Regions from separate parts of the Pan troglodytes genome. Here region 2 is linked to region 1. The links are chromatin contacts, called in public Hi-C maps. All regions are on one chromosome and are shown on one strand. Each heading gives the region's core, a stretch centred on a gene start, on an enhancer-like site or on the middle of the called end of the contact. The rest is flanking DNA. Distances are from core to core; before and after follow the strand shown.

The links. Hi-C and Micro-C count contacts between places; a contact is called where the count stands out from the background.
Region 2: a Hi-C map of stem cell-derived neural progenitor cells shows a contact between it and region 1, with 4 times the contacts expected there. The contact joins the promoter of KIF18A here to the enhancer-like site in region 1. A contact is called at or near these places in 2 of 7 Hi-C or Micro-C datasets (blood and stem cell-derived neural progenitor cells) and 1 of 1 datasets of contacts at active chromatin or transcription factors (stem cell-derived excitatory neurons).

Annotation. Positions count from the first base shown.
Region 1 is chr9:31,703,986-31,707,409 of NHGRI_mPanTro3-v2.0_pri, reverse strand. No RefSeq gene overlaps it. Among named protein-coding and RNA genes, the nearest start is that of BDNF, 44 kb to the right of the region's middle. Within about 2 kb of position 1,454, at least 5 of the 24 cell types and tissues checked have an H3K27ac peak or open chromatin away from gene starts, as enhancers often do. A contact at or near this core is called in stem cell-derived neural progenitor cells, where this site is marked.
Region 2 is chr9:32,113,358-32,116,685 of NHGRI_mPanTro3-v2.0_pri, reverse strand. KIF18A (kinesin family member 18A) reads left to right here and starts at 1,639. Exons shown (of 17, transcript XM_016920599.4): 1 at 1,639-1,910. METTL15 (methyltransferase like 15) reads right to left here and starts at 1,735. Exons shown (of 7, transcript XM_003312973.7): 1 at 1,522-1,735.

The DNA.
Region 1 (3,424 bases), core at 205-2,704:
AGAATTTGGGTGTGGGCTTGGTGGGAGATTCCTCTGATACCCAGTGTTGTACCCCCAAGAGAGTGTTTCTCAAAGTGTGACTTCAGATTGTCTGCATTCGAATTGCTTGTGGTATTTATTAAAATTATAACTCCTGGGCCCTGCCCCACCCCTACTAAATCACAATTTCAGGAGGAGGGACCTTCATTTTAACACTCACCCAGGTGATTTTTATGCTCCGAGGAGGTCCAGGGACTCCAAGTTAAGTACGGTACTGCTGTCTTATTCTTTATTCTAAATTTTAAGGTCTGCACAAATTGGTTGAACTAATGAGAAGAAAATTCAGCTTTAAAGCAGAAACACAGGTAGACGGTTGACAGAGTTCATCAAATGGATAATTGAAAATGTCCTCTGGACCTTAGCCATATAAGTTCTCTTCAAGGGTCTTGGCTACAGGCAAATGAGAACCCGAAAGGCTATTTGCTCTTTTGCTGCGGGAAGTGGTGGGGGTGGAGGGCGGGGGAGGATTAACTGAGCCAGTTCTGCCCCCACCCTCGAATCACCTACCCCCACTCTGGTTAAAGCAGAAGACTTTTTATTTATCTTGGCTGCCCTGGTTCGTTATTAAAAGGGTTAGCTTATACGTGTGTTTGCTGGGGCTGGAAGTGAAAACATCTGCAAAAGCATGCAATGCCCTGGAACGGAACTCTTCTAATAAAAGATGTATCATTTTAAATGCGCTGAATTTTGATTCTGGTAATTCGTGCACTAGAGTGTCTATTTCGAGGCAGCGGAGGTATCATATGACAGCGCACGTCAAGGCACCGTGGAGCCCTCTCGTGGACTCCCACCCACTTTCCCATTCACCGCGGAGAGGGCTGCTCTCGCTGCCGCTCCCCCCGGCGAACTAGCATGAAATCTCCCTGCCTCTGCCGAGATCAAATGGAGCTTCTCGCTGATGGGGTGCGAGTATTACCTCCGCCATGCAATTTCCACTATCAATAATTTAACTTCTTTGCTGCAGAACAGAAGGAGTACATACCGGGCACCAAAGACTCGCGCCCCCTCCCCCCTTTAATTAAGCGAAGGGAACGTGAAAAAATAATAGAGTGTGGGAGTTTTGGGGCCGAAGTCTTTCCCGGAGCAGCTGCCTTGATGGTTACTTTGACAAGTAGTGACTGAAAAGGTGGGTTTGTTTTCTTTCTTTCTCTTTCCGTTTTTCTGTTTGGTCGGCTAGAAAGCGTGTGGCTTTAGCGAGGTCTGTCATTGCCTGGGCTTCCTGGCTGGAACAAGTAACTTGGTGTAACGTTATCTGGGGGCGTTCATCAATAAAAAATGCTGTTATTATCTTGATTGAATTCCTATTAGGCAAACTCTAGAGAGGTCAGTGCGCGAACTCTGTTTAAGCCGGCGTGTTTAAGGCAGCAGAGTAAACCAATAGCCCCCATGCTCTGTGCGATTTCATTGTGTGCTCGCGTTCGCAAGCTCCGTAGTGCAGGAAGGTGCGGGAAGGTGTGTCTGTGGCCCGGGAAACGCACGCCCTCTCCCAGAGAACTTGGGTGCTGGGATGGGGAGGAAGGGGAGAGTTGAAAGCTAGGGGAGCGAGACCTCGGGGCATGCGATTCTCACTCGCTCCCTCCCGCCCCAGCGCCCACAGCCGGGGTTTCTGCAGAGGGCGCGGGACGCGGGGTTCCCCGGGGCTGAGGCTGGGGCTGGAACACCCCTCGAAGCCGCGGGCGTCCTGTCCAAGGCGCCCCAGGAGGGCGCAGGACTCGCAGGGCGATGTCGCGGGGCCCTAGGGGAGGAGGTGAGGACAGGCCCCGGGGGAGCGGGGAGTCCCGGGCGCCCCTCGGTTCCCCGCGCGAGGAAAAGACGCGGCGTTCCCTTTAAGCGGCCGCCCCGAACGGGTACCGGTAGCGCGGGCGAGCGGGGGGCGGGGGGGCGGCGCCGTTTGACCAATCGAAGCTCAACCGAAGAGCTAAATAATGTCTGACCCGGGCGCAAGGCGCAGCCTGGAGCTCCGGGTCCCCGCCGCTGCCGCCGCCGCGCCCGGGCGCACCCGCCCGCTCGCTGTCCCGCGCACCCCGTAGCGCCTCGGGCTCCCGGGCCGGACAGAGGAGCCAGCCCGGTGCGCCCCTCCACCTCCTGCTCGGGGGGCTTTAATGAGACACTTGAATGCAGCTGCCACGGCTGCTGTGGGGCCGGCGGGGAGGAGCACGGCGACGGGGACCGGGGCTGGGCGCTGGAGCCAGAATGGGAACCACGATGTGACTCCGCCGCCGGGGACCCTTGAGGTTTGTGTGGACCCCGAGGTAGGCAAGCGCCGGGAATGGGGCTTGGTGCAGGAGCTGCCCGTCCGCGGGAGAGAGTTGACTGGGGGATCCCCCACCCCAAAGTTGTGGGACGAGGCCAGTCTCCTTCTTTCCTCCCCTCCGGTAGAAGGGACGATTTGGAGTTACTCTTGGGGAGTTTTCTCCCCCATCCCACAACCCAGAAGGTCAGCCGGCACCAACAGGGAAAAAGGGACCCGGGGAAGTCACGAAGTAGAGGAGAGAAGGCCTGGAGGAGACCCAGAGCTGCGTGATGGGAGCAAAGACGGCGACCCGGGGATCCCTCGCAGCCCTCCCCCAGCCCAGGAGTAGTCGAGAGAGACTTAGGGGGCCAGAGCTGTCGCGGGTCCTGACTGAGGGGAGGGTGCTGGGGCTAGGCTAGGAATCCTTCCAGGGGGGTGGGTGGTCCCCGCGCCGACTTGCGGGGGGAGTGGGAGGGAAGCTTGCGCCTTCAGCCGGCATCCCTTCCCCGGAGCTGCACACGGCTACCTGCTCCCCAGGAGTTGAGACTGAAGTGGACTTACAAGTCCGAAGCCAATGTAGCTTGGAAAACTTGGGAGGCGGAATTCCTACCGCTGGGAACTGAAAGGGTCTGCGACACTCTCGGGCAGGCCGAACCCACATCTCTACCCATCCTGCGCCCCTCTTCTGAAGCGCCCTCCAGGGAAGTTAAGAGTTTTGACTTTCGGGGAGTGGATGGGATGTACGTGGGGGATTCTTGATTCGGGTTAGTCTCTGGGGATGCAGAGCCGGGAAGAGGAATGGGTGAGTGAGTTACTCCTGGAAAGAAATAGCTGAGGACTGGGGGCTCTGTGCCTGACGGGCAAGAAGAAGGGGAGATTACAGACTAGGGGCATCCCTAAGGAAGAAGCCTCGGGGCTGCGAGGGTGAACTGGAGGATGCAGTGTTTGTGTGTTGGGGGTAGAGCGGGGATGAGGGACCGGGGTGGAGGGGAGGCGAGGAGGAGGAGGGGACCCAGAGAACGAAGCTAGGGAAGGTAGAGGGTGCCCTCTGCCGGCCATGCTGCCAAAAGCAGCTGCTGGGGGCGGGAGGCTGGGGGTGGGGAAGTGGTAAAGGAAGGTTTTGCGGGATCCCTTAGAGAGCTGGTAGGAGGG
Region 2 (3,328 bases), core at 390-2,889, 410 kb before region 1:
AACTAAAAGTGGGAATTTCTGTCTCATTAGCTCTATGTTTAGAAACTACAAGGAGCAAGGTGGCACAGTAGTGGGATTGATTGTAATGTCAAAATCTCTCTGCTTTAACCAAATGTACAATTCCTTTAAAATATGGACCTCATCATCTGAACACTGTTAAATGGCAAGTGTAACACTGAATTTGAAATCTAAAGTACTTGGATTAGGTGTGAAAACATCTGTGGCACTGATAAACCTTATACAATGTGGGTGTCAAAAAAGACAAACTTTAAAACACTTCTATTCTTCACCAATGATCCATGCAATTTTACAAGCAACTGGCAAAATATGCATATTTTCAGACTGGATTAAGATATTCTCTTAATGTCACTTAATCCAGAAAGTATTTCAGAGACAAATGACTCAATTCTGAATTGCCTTGCCTGTATAGTTCAAGACAAAATTTTGTGTTAGGAATTTTCTGAAAACTTCAGTTTTCTCTCAGAAAAATGAAAATATTACCTACGTCTCATGGGCTGTTTTGAGAATTAACTGAGAGACCATATGTAAAGAGACTAATAAAATACCTGGGAAGTCAAAACGTAAAGTACTATACAATGAGTTCTTACTGGAAATAAAGACATCTCGATTTTATTACCAAGACCAGCAGCACACAAATAACCATTTCATTAGCTAAGATACACGTAATACAGCCAAAAATAAGTAGTAGCTTTATTGATCCTCTGTCTAGTGATCAGAAACAATAATATAACATGCATCACATACAGTACACAATACTCCCGATTTTCCTCAACAGGAAATAAATGTCAATAATACAGAGGTTTCCATATATTGTTGCATTTATAATACTCTGCATGGGTATGAGTCATCCTATTTATAAAGTGATATTGAATCCACAAAATATAAGCTCCAAGAGGGAAGAGTTTGATTCCATTGCATACTATTGTGTCTAAAATCTAAATAATTGCTAAATGGATACAATAACAGTAATATATAGAACAATGAAATTCAGATACTGTTATTAAAAACACCCTGCCAAATAAAGTTATTTTAGCAAACGTATTTCCGATTTGTTCCAGGTATTTTCTCTCTTTTTAAAGTGTCTATGCTGAAATAATATCTATAACCTGGGACTTAAAAAAATCACTTCACCTAATAACAAACCAAGCCAAAATCTTTAAATTTATTTTGTTATGCCATCATTAGACAGAGAATGTAAAAAGTAACCAAACAGAAAATAGTTTCACGGTCAGTACTAATGGGAGTAGGCCTGGAAGTCCTGAGAAATGAAGCCTGAGGCCTCAACCCAAAAGATCTCCAATTAATTCAGGTGAAGAGACCCCACATTTTGGCCCATATTAATGTGTCTGGAAGAAACAGGTCCCTACAACTTCTTGGAGGCCTCACTACTCAGAGAAAAGAAAATAAACACCCAGAACCCATTAATCCACACCCAAACTCCACCTCTACCCCTAGCAGAGGGCATAGGCCAACCCCTGCCCGCAGCAGTCTCACTCACACCCTTAACTCTGGGACCGGGCCCTGCACCCGCCGGTCTACAGGAGGCCTGGTGATCTCAAGTGGCTGCCTCCCACCAGCAGCTCCGGCCTAGCCCCGCCCACTTTGGCCACCGCCTCCGGAAACGGCCGCGCGCGTTGCCACGGTGACGAGCAAGCAAAGAGCTTCCCCTGCGCAGCCAGGCTGAGCTTCTTGGCGCCAAGCTGCCGCGAGCCGTGACAGCGTCCGACGTGATGACATCACGCGAGCGGCAGCCAATGAAACGAAGCGCTGAGGAAAGTGGCTTGGGTTTGAATATTGTGGTTGAGTCTGAAGCGCCGGGAGGCGGACATTAAAGTGAAGTGGTTGCGGTAACCTGGCCTGGGCCTGAAGTGAGTGAGAGGCACATGAAGGTAAAACTGGACTCTGGGACGCTCCTTTTGGTGACTTGTATTATTGGGAACGGAGGGTCCTGCCGCTTCAGGTCTAGAAGACCAGGTGGGCTTCTTGACAAACACGGAAGCGTTGAGGGGTGGGGGATCAGGGTACCTGGGGAGAAAGTGAAAGGAAAAAGGGATTCGAGAACCTGCTAAGAGCACAGCTCTGCTTGACCGTAATCCTCGACTGCTCAGCTGGAAGGGCAGGGATCTCCTTAAGTTCTGAGAGGAAGGTCTTAAGTTTTAAAGGGCATCTTGGCCCCTTTCCCAGACTGGCAGAGAACTTTAACTGCCCAGCACCTTGTAGTGTCAGCTTTTTTCCGGACTCCAAATTCAGAGTGTTTTGTTTCAGACGCACATATAAGCGTACCCAGGGGCTTACCTATCAAACGAGGAGCTTTTGTTCATCACTGCATAAAATTTTTGTCTGAAGAGCTTTAACTGTTAGTCTTGCACTGGTCAATCGGGAACCCCTCCTGAGCCCCAGTTGTAGGTAGCATCAAGATAAAAGCCGCTCTGACTGCCTAACGGGATTGCCGAGGATCAGATGAGGTACGGAAGAGATACTGTTTGGCAAATGCTCTGCAGATGAAATTAAACTGTAAACATTGAGAATCAGTCCTATAGTCTGTTCTTGGTTTCCGCAGGACTTTTTTTTTTTTTAGGAGCTCATTAGTCACTCAGTTACAGAGAAGCCAAGACTGACTGCTGTTTATTAGATGAGAAGAGAGTATTTGACCAGAATGGACTGATTTTGTGGTATAATATATAGTTTAGATTATGGATAATTAGGTAGAAATTTAGGCACTCTACAGAGTTTAATTTTTAGTGTCATTCCACCACGTCTAGCCTCCTGTTTCGTTTTTGGAAGGTTGTTATGAACTTTGATGCTAGAGAATGTGATATCCAATGACTAGATAGTGCTTCTTATTAAGTTCATAGTTTGTAAGAACTATTTCAATAAACAAAGATTATCTACAAAGCACAATCACAAAGAAAAAAACTTAAAAGATTATCTGCCTTTAATAGTAGTAATTAATCTCCTCTTCTATTATTTATTCATTTATTTGAGACAGAGTCTCGCTCTGTGGTCCAAGCTGGAGTGCAGTGACGTGATCGCTGCTCACTGCAACCTCCACCTCCCAGGTTCAAGCAGTTCTCGTGCCTCAGCCTCCCGAGTAGCTGGGATTACAGGCATTTGCCACCACACTCGGCTAATTTTTGTATCTTTGGTAGAGACGGGGATTCACTGTGTTGGCCAGGCTGGTCTCGAACTCCTGACCTCAAGCCATCTGCCCGCCTCGGCCTCCTAAAGTGCAGGAATTACAGGTGTGAGGCAGGGCACCCAGCCCTTCCTCTTCTACTATTGAAAAGTATTTACAAATACATAATAT